Regions from separate parts of the Hordeum vulgare genome. Here region 2 is linked to region 1. A link is a contact called in public Hi-C data. All regions are on one chromosome and are shown on one strand. The core of a region is the stretch at or near the end of the contact, and the rest is flanking DNA. Distances in the headings are between cores, read along the strand shown.

Region 1 (5,840 bases), core at 1,925-4,424:
ACCTCCCCGTTCGTCGCCCGCCTAGACCTCCCCCGTCGCCGATGCCTCCTCGACCTCCGCCGCCGCCCGCCCGCCTCGGTCTCCCCAGCCGCCGTCCCCGCCTCGACCTCCCCAGCCGTCGCCCGCCTCGGCCTCCCCAGCCACCGCCCGCCTCCGCCTCGACCTCCCCGGCCGCCTCCGCCGCCCCCCGCGCCCTCCGCCTCCCGTAGCAAGAGGCCGCCCGAGCTCTCCTCGCCGATCCGCAGGAATATTCCGTTATAAGGGTTGGGTTTGAGGGTTCTAGTCTTTGTCTTTGTTTTTCAACCCTTAAAATTATTAAAAATGTTAATTTTCAACTCTTAAACTGGTTTAAGAATTTGAGGGTTTGAAGGTACTACTAGAGATACTCTTAGATCTCTGCACTACGGCTCAGCCACAAGAATGAACTTAATAATTTCCATCATAATACCCTGCCAAAGCCATACATCCTTTTCGTGTAGCCTTTACGTTAAGTGTGTATATATATAAACAATAAATTATAGCCCATGAGTGGCTTCCAGCCGCAGTGCTGCCCGGACCTGTCATGTGCCATCCATTCCAAGTCCAAGTATAGGACAAGATGTTGGATCGGATATGATGCACCCTGGTCGAAATGCTGCTACTGCTTACCAACTCCAAATAAGCAAAAGCTCGCCCACTTGTGATGGATTTTGGAGCAGCATACATTGGCACTAGCAGTATTGCTGCTGCTGCAAAGGTCAGGAAATTCCGGTCCACTGCCTGTGATTGCGTCTGAAGAACAGAACAGAAACCAGGTGCTCCTACTTTGATCTGTTTCGAAACTCTTAAAAAGAAACCAAAACTAACATATTTTGTTTGTTTTTTCAAAGAAAGAAACACGTGACAGAGAATGTACATATGTGAAGCAGATAGGGGCCTGTTCCAGCTCAGCATTCAATATTCTGGCCGACATTGCTGAGCACTAAACGGGACAGCCAAATCTGTCCTTGAGTGAGTCACCAATTCTAAAATGCAGGGCCCGAAGCACGGCTCAGATGGATATGATAGTACGGGGCCTCCTGATTAAGTGCAGCGAAAGATATCTTTTAGCATTCACAAAACATACTTTGCTGAGAATCAACCTTGTGATGATTTTGACAGGGCAGCGCCTGATACCGACAACAGATGTTCCGACGACAAGAATTAGAAGGGCAAGAAAAAAAATCTAGCAATGGCATGCGTAAAAGGATGATGCCTCCTACGGACTACTAGAATTTTTCTCTCCTTTCCGGGTTAGATAGAAACCAAAGCTTGCGTAGACTGTGATTGATCTAAAGCTACAGTATACTGTGATGAGTAACCATCATCATCAGTTGGTGTATCTCTTTTCTTCTGTCGAGTGAGCACAAGAAGTGTAGTAGAGTACGACTGAAGTCACGGCGAGCTGAGCAGAGAACCGCGGAGCAGGCTGGCGGTCAGATGATGGGTGGCGGCGGCGTCTCCCAGACGTCGAACACGTTCTCCTCGTTGTGCAGGGCGAAGAGGCGGTCGCCTCCGATGGAGAAGTCGCAGATGGCGCCGCCGTAGCTCCGCCTCAGCGTGGACGTCAGCACGTGCTCGGGCCCGCTGAACACGGAGATGCTGTCGTTCATCGACGAGAAGAGCTGCCCGCCGTGCGTCGCCAGCTTCGGGTAGCAGCTCTCCTCCCCGGGCGCCTTCCGGTTCATCAGCTTGCTCCGGGAGCTCCACCGCACGGCGCCGGCGTTGCTCCTCAGGTCCAGGAACCCGAGGTCGTCGTACTGGTTGATGACGCACACGGACCGCTCGTCCTCCATGGCGATGGCGTGGAGCACGCGCTTCTCCTCCAGCGACGCGGCCGTGCCGGCGTCGGACCACGACCAGGCCACGCTCTTGTCCCGGAAATCCAGCAGCCCGATGGAACAGTTGTCCGTCTTGGGGAACAGCGTGGCCACCATGAGCGCGTTGGTTGCGTCCAGCCACTGGAGCCTGTCGGCGTCGCCCAGGGCGCAGCCGGGGGGCTCGTAGAAGAAGTCAGCCTGCTCGCCGGTGGCGCTGTCCCAGACGCCGACGCCGTACTCGTTGAGGCGGCCCTTGCAGCTGGCGAAGATCCTCGAGTCCCTGTCGAAGGCCAGCGCGCCGGCGGTGAAGGACTTGGCCTGGCGGTCGTGCTGGACGCGGAAGCGGTGACGGAGGTCCCCGGAGACGGCGGAGAAGACGGCCATCCCGCCGTCGCACTTGCCGAGGTGCTCGCGCGCGGCGATGAGCAGCGTGGCCGCGTCGAGGTAGGCGACGTCGTTGACCTGCGAGTGGTCGAGCGAGACGGGGCGGCGCTCGTCGAGCATCCAGTTGTAGACGTGCACGGCGCCCCCGTGCGCGACGCAACAGCCGCCGTCGGGCGCGGCCCGGACGGCCGTCCCGTCCCCGGGGGCGCGGCCGGGCACGGAGGACGCGAGGCGCAGGCGGTCGCCGTCGAAGCTCCCCCAGCGCGCGGCGCGGACGTGGTCGAGGAGGCCGTAGTAGAGCGCCTCCCGGTAGAGCAGCTTCTCCGGGAGGTGCGGCGGGACGTGGAGGCTGCCCGTGCGGAGCAGGTCGAGCAGCACCGCGAAGCACGCCGGGTTGCGGTCGATGAAGTACTCGGCCGCCGCGTCCTCCCCTCCGTCGGAGGCGCAGGGCACGTTCCAGGAGGCGTCGAGCAGCGCGCCGAGCATGGAGTCGCGGCCGGCGTTGGCGAGCGTGGTGGTGGTGGTCTCGAACGCCTGCCCGCCCACGTTGAAGCGCACGCGCCCGCCTCCACCCGGCCTCGCCGCCATCGAGCCGACCGACCGGGCGATCACCGCGCCATTCGCTCTCCCCCGATCAACCTCGATCGAATCGATCCCGCCGGCGAGAGGAGGATCGGGTGGGGAATGGGGTTGGGGGGGTTGGGTGAGGAGCGGATTGGGAGACTAGTTATGTGTACGCAGCCTTGATTGGCTGCTGTTGTTTTTTGTTGTGGCGGGACGGACGGAGTGGAGGGAGGGGGGGGCAAGAGATGGTGCTGCACCGCTGCTTGCTTTGGCGTGACGACTGACGACGGCGTTCTAACGGATGACAAGTCACAAGTCTCCGCTTCTCTCCCGAATGGAATTTTTTGAGCTCCTGCCCGAACCTAGTCCAGTCGTACTACATGCATTTCGATTTTGATAATCTAAGCAAGAGGAACGGAGGAGAAGTCGCCGCGCAGTCGCGGGTTCGAGGCAACACCACCACGTACGTACTCGGCCCGACCTGAGCTGAGCTGAGCAGCACTTAGGCTTAGACCGGCGCACGTTCGGACGGTACAACGCCACCGGTAGGCGCAACTGCCGAAACGTTGGCGACTACCGAGTACCGACCTGACATGGGCGAGCATCTCCAACTCTCGTGGGAGAATTCAGCAGGGCGACCCTTCCGAATCCAATCATCGCAATCGCACGGCCGGCGCGGAATCTTCCTGCCTGCCTGCTTCTGTTTTTCCGCTACTTTCTGTTTGCCTGTTTCCCCTCTTTTCCTGCTCCTGTCGGGATCGTGGCTGGGAACTGGCACGGCGACTCGGCGGCCTGCACTGCACGTTTGTTTCCCTCTCTGCGGTCGTTGGGGCTTTTGTGTGGATTCCACGGGGATTAATGGGACTTCATTGGATATTGGGGAATGATTTTTGCTTTCGGGGCGCACATGAAGGGGTCTAGGCTGCGGCCTTGTCAAGTTAAGAAGGACTTTACATTTTACAACAATGGTTGGTGTTCTGCGACACTGCACAAGCAGACGTGCTGAAGAGATTCATCCTGTTGCTGGACAAGCATCGAAGGAAGCTACTACGAATAGCATGGACTCAAGCTTCTGATTGATCTCCGGCTTGTAATAATAAAAGTGGTAGACTGTTTAGCTGTGTTTCAGGCCATAGAATTGTTGTTTGATCTCTTCCTGCTAGCGAGTTTTAAGTGGTTTCGGTTCTTGCCATTATTTAGGACATTTCCTGTGTGTCTTGCCTGATTTGGTGGGTGTTTTTTTAGTTTTGTTTTAGATGCTGGCAATACTTGGGCTGTGCTGTGGTCTGTTCTGCTTCGTTTAATAAAATGAGGCAAGGGGCGACCCCTTTCATTAAAAAAAAAGGGACTTCATTTGTTTCAACAACACGTGCGTTGTTATGTCAAAAACGCATCAATTATCTTATAGGAAGAAAATATATTATGTAATTGAATGCTCGTGCATTGCTACGGTCAACAAACATATTGATCAAAACAATATTATAACTCAAGAAAAAAATTATGATTGTATTTAGAAAAATATATCCTTACATTATACAAAGTTTATTTCTTTGCCGTAAATTATGTGTATGCTATAATCCAAAACAATAAGATTCCACTGAGACTCCAGGTGTGTTCAAAGAAAAGCTTTACTTCTACACATTATGCAAATCGAAAGTAGAACTAATTATCTCTTACAAAATTGGTTGTCAATTTGCTTGACTATTACAAAATTGCTTGATAATTTGCTTGACTAATTATATTTTACTAAGCTATGAACAATCTTCCTGACTAATTATCTCTTACTTACCTATAGATAATCCGTTTGACTATTACAAAATTGCTTCCATTTTTTATTAAACAATTTTTAGATACAAGTATCACAAGAACATCGATGCGCTTTGTTTTTCCCGCCTAAACTCAAGGCACACCAATGTACTTCTAGATACTTCTCACTTCATTTTTTCCGTTCTCTATATGTTTTAAAATCTCATTTCTCAGTCCATTGCTTTCAAGTTGTCTAACAAAGAAAAAAAGAAAGATCATAGGCAATGGATTGTAGTGCTATTAGAAGAAATTATCCACATGTCTAGTACAACAACATCAGCAACAACAACAACAAAGCCTTTAGTCCCAAACAAGCTGGGGTAGGCTAGAGGTGAAACCGCAAGATCTCGCGACCTAGCAACTCATGGTTGTGACATATGGATAGCAAACTTCCACGTGCCGCTTGTCCATGGCTAGTTCTTTGATGATGCTCCAATCTTTCAGATGTCTCTTTACGGACTCTTCCGATGTCAAGTTTAGTCTACCCCAGCCTCTTTTGACATATCCACATGTCTAGTAATGAGTGAAAAAATATGTCTTTGCACAATTCAAAGGAACATTTGGTTGCCCATGCTAAACATGTGTCGAATAGTATCAACCTTTTTACACAAAAAATTGACCAGTTCCATGAACATAAATTCTTCGAGAAATATGCTCATAGAAACACAAGAATCTATACTCCTACACGTGCCAAAAAACTCATTTTCAAGGTTTCTACTAATGTTGTAAACAAGTTCAATCAGTTAGTCATTCATAACCATAAGTCGCACGCACTATGAATTGTCGATGATTCTTACATAGCAGCGTCGTCTTTGGCAATTGATATGCAATTTATTGTTTTTGAATCATTTCATTGGCAATCCTTTTCTTCTTCTTTAGGGAGACCAACACTAAGAAAATTCTGAAAAATAAATGTTCTTGTAATTCAGTTTCTTAGTATAGGCCTTCAGGGTACCTTTTCTAGATCAAATCAGCATGACGATCACACGGGAAAGAGAAGCTCAGCGAAGATGATGCTTATGTGGATCCACGAAACTTGTTTAGTTAGGAGCTGGGTACAGGGTCCAAAGAACACCATCGAGGATGGATGTACAACTTAGGCGTAGATGGACATAACTTCTGCTGTCGTTGTTGCCTGGTTGTGAAGCCGAAGAGCCGCAAAACTTATATGACACGGTGAATATTCTATGGGAAGGCAACGATAGCTGCTCCTCACCTTTGCTTAATTATCTGCAACAAGGAATATCA
Region 2 (5,840 bases), core at 2,151-4,650, 420 kb after region 1:
CAACAAGTAATTGTTAGAAGCTAAACTGCAATTGCACAAATGATGTAAAATACTATAAGATATTGGGATGTGACTAACCTCGACAGTAAACAACATCATCATGCATTGTGACACTCCGTAAGTACATGGAAAGACATGTCAGCTACAACAGGGTTAACATCCACCAAAAATATCTAATTGTAATTGAAGGACAACATCTCTCGTTATATTTTCATTTGCGAAAAGTAGCAGAGTACCGAATGAACAACATAAAACAAAGATATAATTGTTCACTTCAACACACACATAACTTCAGTACGGGACAATAGCTCACACACACAGCGACAGGGACACATACACATACACGCACACGCATGCTACATCACACACGCATGCGACAACACACACATGCACACATCAACACACACACATAGCAGCACACATGACATCACACACACGCAACATCACATGCAGCATTACACATACTGCATGAACAAACACGAAGCAGCACACACGCACACATGGACAAACACATGACATCACACAAGCACACACACACATCATCATCAATATCATACATGCGCGCACATACGCGTAGCAGCACGCACATGCACGCACACAAACACACCATGTGAGTGGTAAAATGGTCTTTTTTGTGTCATTTTGGCTTAAAATGAACAAAAATGTCATAAAAGACATAAAATTTAGACTCATGATTAGATAGGGAAGAAATTATTTGTCGATGTCAAATAGGGCATACAATTTAAACACAATGTTAAATAAGGTATTCTCTCAACGTTGTTATTTTGGTGCCTACTACTAGTTCATTAAACCCTGGTTATTAACCAAGGAAAATAATTTCTATTGTTGTGCTACATCATCCTTCCTCTTCGAGGAAATCCAACAAGTCTTATAAAAGTGTCAAGACCTTGCACGCAAAATCAAGGAGCACCAAGGAACGAAAAATTACCATTTTGCTATAGGATCATATTCAACTAATCTTACTTATGCATGAAAAAAGTAAGAAAAAACGTTCATCTACCTTTCTCGCTACATTTGGTTTATAATCAATCAAACTCATGAAAACAAAACGAGTAACCTAAAGTAGGAAAACAAACCAGCTAGGGAGCATGCCCGGTAACGCCTAATAACCAGCCTGGCAAAAAACAATCCCGGGTAGGGCGATACGTCCATTTTGCATAATGTTTTCCTACTGCTATTGATAATGTTTTAGAATTTTTATTTCACTTCATGGTATAATTCTAATGCTTTGTCCTTTCTCAAAATGCAAGATACACTGAAAGAGGGAGATTGTCCGAGACTGAAATTCTGAGCCTGAAAAAGGTACATCAGTGACAACCATTTTCCAGAGCTCCAAATGACCTAAAAATTTATGAAGAATTATTTTGAAATATATTTAAAATACCGACAGAGAAAGTACCAAATAGTCGCTAGGTGGGCTCACAAGGCGGGGGCACGCCCTACCCCCTAAGGCGCGCCCTTGTGCCTTCTGGGTGCCATGGAGGTACGTGACACCCATCGGGCCTAGAAGCACACACGATGTGCTCTCTACGCGACCGCACCAACCACTACAGATTTCATGGAGTGGTTCAACTCCAGGATTGTCTTTGACCGCAACGACCATTTGACCTATGTCGCCCATACGGGAAAGTCCAGCCTGGTGATAGAACTAATCGTTGACGGCATCCGCCTCCCCCAATCCTGATAGATGTGGGTGATGGGATCAACATCATCTTCCCGACACCCTAACAAAAATTGGGGGGGGGGGGTCTCTAGATCCCAACCAAGCCACTCGCCAACTGGCTTCCATGAGTTCGTGCCAGGCGGAAAGGTGCAACCCTTCGACAACTTGACCTAGAGGCTCTCTTCGAAGACAAAGAAAACTTCAGATTCGAGACAATACATTTCGAGACCGCGCCGTTTTGCACGGGCTAGAGAGCCATCCTCGACATGTCCGCCTATGTAAAATCATGGTGATACCCCTCATACACATACCTTCAACTGAAGATGCCATGGCCAAACAGTACGATCACCATCCAGTGCAGCACCGAGAAAGCACTTGAGGCGGAGGTTGCCAACCATCTTCAAAAAAATGCTTGTCATAGGAATAAAGAAAAGTACTCCCTCCGTTTCAAAATAAGTGTCGCTACTTTAGTATTATATTCATACTAATTTAATATTAAATTTGCGACACTTATTTTGAGACGGAGAGAATAGTATTAGGGCAACACTCGGAGCCGGTGCGCCGGCCGAATGTTTTCGGTCGGTCTGTCCTCAGCAGCCCGATCTGCTATGCGACACCGTCAGATCAAAGTTCCTCTGCTGTTTTTTTTTACCTTCTTCTCGTCTCCCTGAGCGCTCGCCATGCTGACCGCCCCGTCTGGGCCGCTCCGCGCTCCGGCACTCAGCTCGCCCCCTGGCCGCCGGTTGGAGCTTCATGGATGCAACTCGTCCCCGACCGCTCGCCTCCTCGGCCGCCCGTCGAAGCACCATGGATGCAGCTCCGCGACTCAGCTCGTCCAGACGCTCGCCGCCCCAGCTACCCTGCGCTCCGGGACTCAGCTCGCCCAGACCATTCGCTGCCCCCACCGCTCGCCGGCGCACTCGCACCTGCTCATGCCCGTCGGTCGCACCTCACCCCCCTGTGTTGCAAAACGCTGAAAAAAAGCTTCAACCCCCAGATGAAAAAGCTTCAACCCTAAATGGAAAAAGCTTCAACTGGCAGTGCGAATCAGGGAAAGATACATCCGCTCACACCAAATGCTTCAACCTTAGATAGAAAAAGTTTCAACCAAATGATAGAGAGAACTTTAACCAAGTGCTGCTCAAAAACGGAAAAGGTTTCAAACGTTAAAAAAAGCTTCGATCATGAAAGCAAAAAATTTCAACCGTATATAGAAAATCTTCAACCGTTAAGAAAAAAAAGCTTCAACCAAATACTTCAACGAGGGAAAGTTGCAAACGTTGACAGAAAAAGCTTCAACCGTATGTGGAAAAAGTTTCAACCGTCGTCCCGGCTGCAACATCTCGCGTGGTCACCCTCGGTCACCGCCGTCAGGCGCGGCGACTGCCGATGGAGAAGCCGCGGCGCTCACCGACGACGCCTGAGGTTGCAGGGGGAAAGGGGGAGAGGAAGGAAGAAGAAGGTAAGGCAAAAAAAAAAAACTGAAAAGGAAGACGCGGTGAGCTGGACACATGCTGGATCTAGGGGATCGAACGACAGTCACGCGACCGGCCGAACGTTTTGGCCGGCGCACTCGCGGAAAAGGTTTCGCATAGTATTATTAGTAGTCTTTTAAAAAAAAGTGCTTCCACACAAAGCATCAATTGCTTGACGGGCGTGTACCGTTGATTTCAAACAAACGGCCGGGATCTGTCCTAGCTCGACTCATCTTCCACGCTTGTCCCCGTCGCCAGTCGCCACCGCTCCTCTCCCTGCCCACCCCGAAATGGATCCCGCGCCGGCGACCCCTCGCTGGAACCTGGAGCGCCCCTACCTCACCGGACGGTTCCACCAGGTACGTCCTTCCTCTTGCCAGCAATACCCAACCCGCCCCTCCAGTATTGCTGCGCCGGCCTCACATCCCCCCCTCGTGCCATGGCAGGAGGCGAAGGTGTCCGCGGCGTCGCAGGCGCCCGGATCCAAGCCTTTCTCTATCGACTCCTTCAGGTACGTATGCCGGATAAATTCGTGTCTTGTGGACGGTTGCCTCGTGGTTCTGTTGCCTCGGGTGTCCTCTGATGCCTGGAGTTGGTTTGAATCTGCAGCCGCGGAGCTGGCGGCGGCGCTGGGAGTGTCCTCGGGTCGTACGCTGTTTCTGTGCAGGTAAGCGGAATTTTGAAATAGTTCAACCGGCGAAATTGGAGCTTGGCTTCACTTGTACTGTTTGTAAAACTGGGTCTAGGGTTTTGATTTTGAATTTGAGCTCAGTGATTTGCTAATTAGAAGGTTTTTATTTTGAATTTGAGCTCATTGATTTGGTAATTAGAAGGATTTTGGTTTGTTTTTGTTTTTGTTTTTTTACAGTATGTGAACTTTAAATCTTTGTTGATCGCTGGTTGTGATTGTAGCCACTGTGCAGGGAGTTCCATTGATGTATGGGATTGTGCTTTTTGAGATTTTCTACTTCCTGGATTTCAGCAATTGATATGCCCTCTTTATTTCCAGTAATGCAATGATTCTTACTTAGGCATCATCATTATTTTTTGGATCGGATGGCCAATCTGGTGTAGATAAAAAACAGTTTGAGATAGCAGTCTCTTTTACAAATATGCAGTTTTTTTTTGGAAAGGAAATATGCAGTTTCTGGTCCAATGTGGTTTCAGTTTTGCATTTAGAGCATATGGGTTGGTATGTTTGTGGTGCTTTAGGAAATGATGTATAACATTCACTGTAATAAGACCACATAACATTGCTGAATTTCCACACCATTTCCGAAAATAGCCATCCAGTGAGGCTTAACATCTGTACTTTCAGTTAGAAATGCTAAATTGATGGAGCTTTTGCAATCAACTGCATTGCGTAACAACTTTATTCATTGTAACTGCCCTGTTTGAAATGCAGGAGCTTTTAGTTATTGATGATTTGCTATCAGCTCTGGTGGGTATTGAGGGAAGATACATTTCCATTAAGAGAGTACGCGGAAAGGAGGGATATGTTGTCTTCCAGATTGATTCTTCAATGGACCTTGCACTCCAGGTAAGCTGTGACCATGCCAAAAAAGGGAGGATATATTTGGGTTTGGCTAATCTTGCTCTTGCAGGAGTTGACTCGTCGAATTTTCCCCTTATGTGAAGATTTCGTGCTAGCAAGCCAGTTTGTGGAGTCCAGGTCACATTTCAAAAATGGTTTGGTCAACCATGCTCTAGCGGCAGCTCTAAGGGCATTCCTCCTGGTATAGTCCCTATGATGAGAGAGATAATTTTGACTTTTTCATGTGTACAACCTTTCTTCTATTTGGAAAAGTGGGAGAAGGAATATAGTGCTAAGGGTTCATTCTTGTATTGAGATAATCCCACTGATAGGCATTAACCTTGTTACATTGTTCTCCACAGAGCTCACTGACAGTATTGGTGCTTCTATGTGAATTTGGCACAACATTATTAAGTCTAGTATTTCTTAATAACAGGATTATCAGGCAATGGTTGCTCAACTGGAGCATCAATTCCGTTTTGGAAGGCTCTCTGTTCAAGGATTATGGTTCTTTTGTCAGGTATTTCTTCTTCATCTGCATTTAACCAATTATTTGTGAACTTATCAGTGTCTGGTTACTGTTTTAAGCACTGCAAGTCCTGTTTTTCTTTCACAGCGGATGATGAGTTCATTGAATGCACTGGCTGTTCTAATAGAGAAGGCTATGTCCAATAATACTAGTGGTTCGGCGACACTTAATCTACTTCATAGTCAGGTAAATTTAGTGAAAGAGGTTACATTTTAGATCCTCGATAAGCACATTTCCCCTTTTCCTCCTAAATTTGAGCCAAACAGACCTGGCCAGCTCCTCTTTTGTTTTCCAGTGATAGAACAACTTCTATAAAACTAGTCTTTTAAGGTCCAGTTTTTCATAGCTTGTTTAGCTTAGTCCACGCGATTATCTCTTTTACCATGTAGTTTAATCATCATACCTTTCTACTTAGGCAAAGGCGATGTCTGGCGATAGTGCTGTTCGGTCATTACTGGAGAAGATGACCGATTGTGCAAGTGCAGCATACCTCAGGATGTTGGAAAGGTTTGTGATGGTTCGTAACTACCTTTATCATTCAGTTGTAGGACTGATACACTTCCTCAATCCATAAAAATTCTATATTGTCTAGCTGTGTCTTATTTGGACTTTTAATAT

What was found. A called contact is a pair of places that touch in the nucleus more often than the background predicts.
Region 2: a Hi-C map of leaf shows a contact between it and region 1, with 2.6 times the contacts expected there. The contact joins the promoter of LOC123428620 here to the promoter of LOC123430486 in region 1. A contact is called at or near these places in 2 of 6 Hi-C or Micro-C datasets (leaf and seedling).

What each region holds. Positions count from the first base shown.
Region 1 is chr2H:547,853,668-547,859,507 of MorexV3_pseudomolecules_assembly, forward strand. LOC123430486 (BTB/POZ domain-containing protein At2g24240-like) reads right to left here and starts at 3,175. Exons shown (of 1, transcript XM_045114355.1): 1 at 1,063-3,175. The coding sequence starts at 2,810. The coding sequence ends at 1,455.
Region 2 is chr2H:548,271,909-548,277,748 of MorexV3_pseudomolecules_assembly, forward strand. It overlaps LOC123428620 (gamma-tubulin complex component 2), which reads left to right and starts at 3,401. Exons shown (of 23, transcript XM_045112832.1): 1 at 3,401-3,670; 2 at 3,769-3,826; 3 at 4,565-4,699; 4 at 4,764-4,895; 5 at 5,130-5,213; 6 at 5,310-5,408; 7 at 5,638-5,729. The coding sequence starts at 3,450.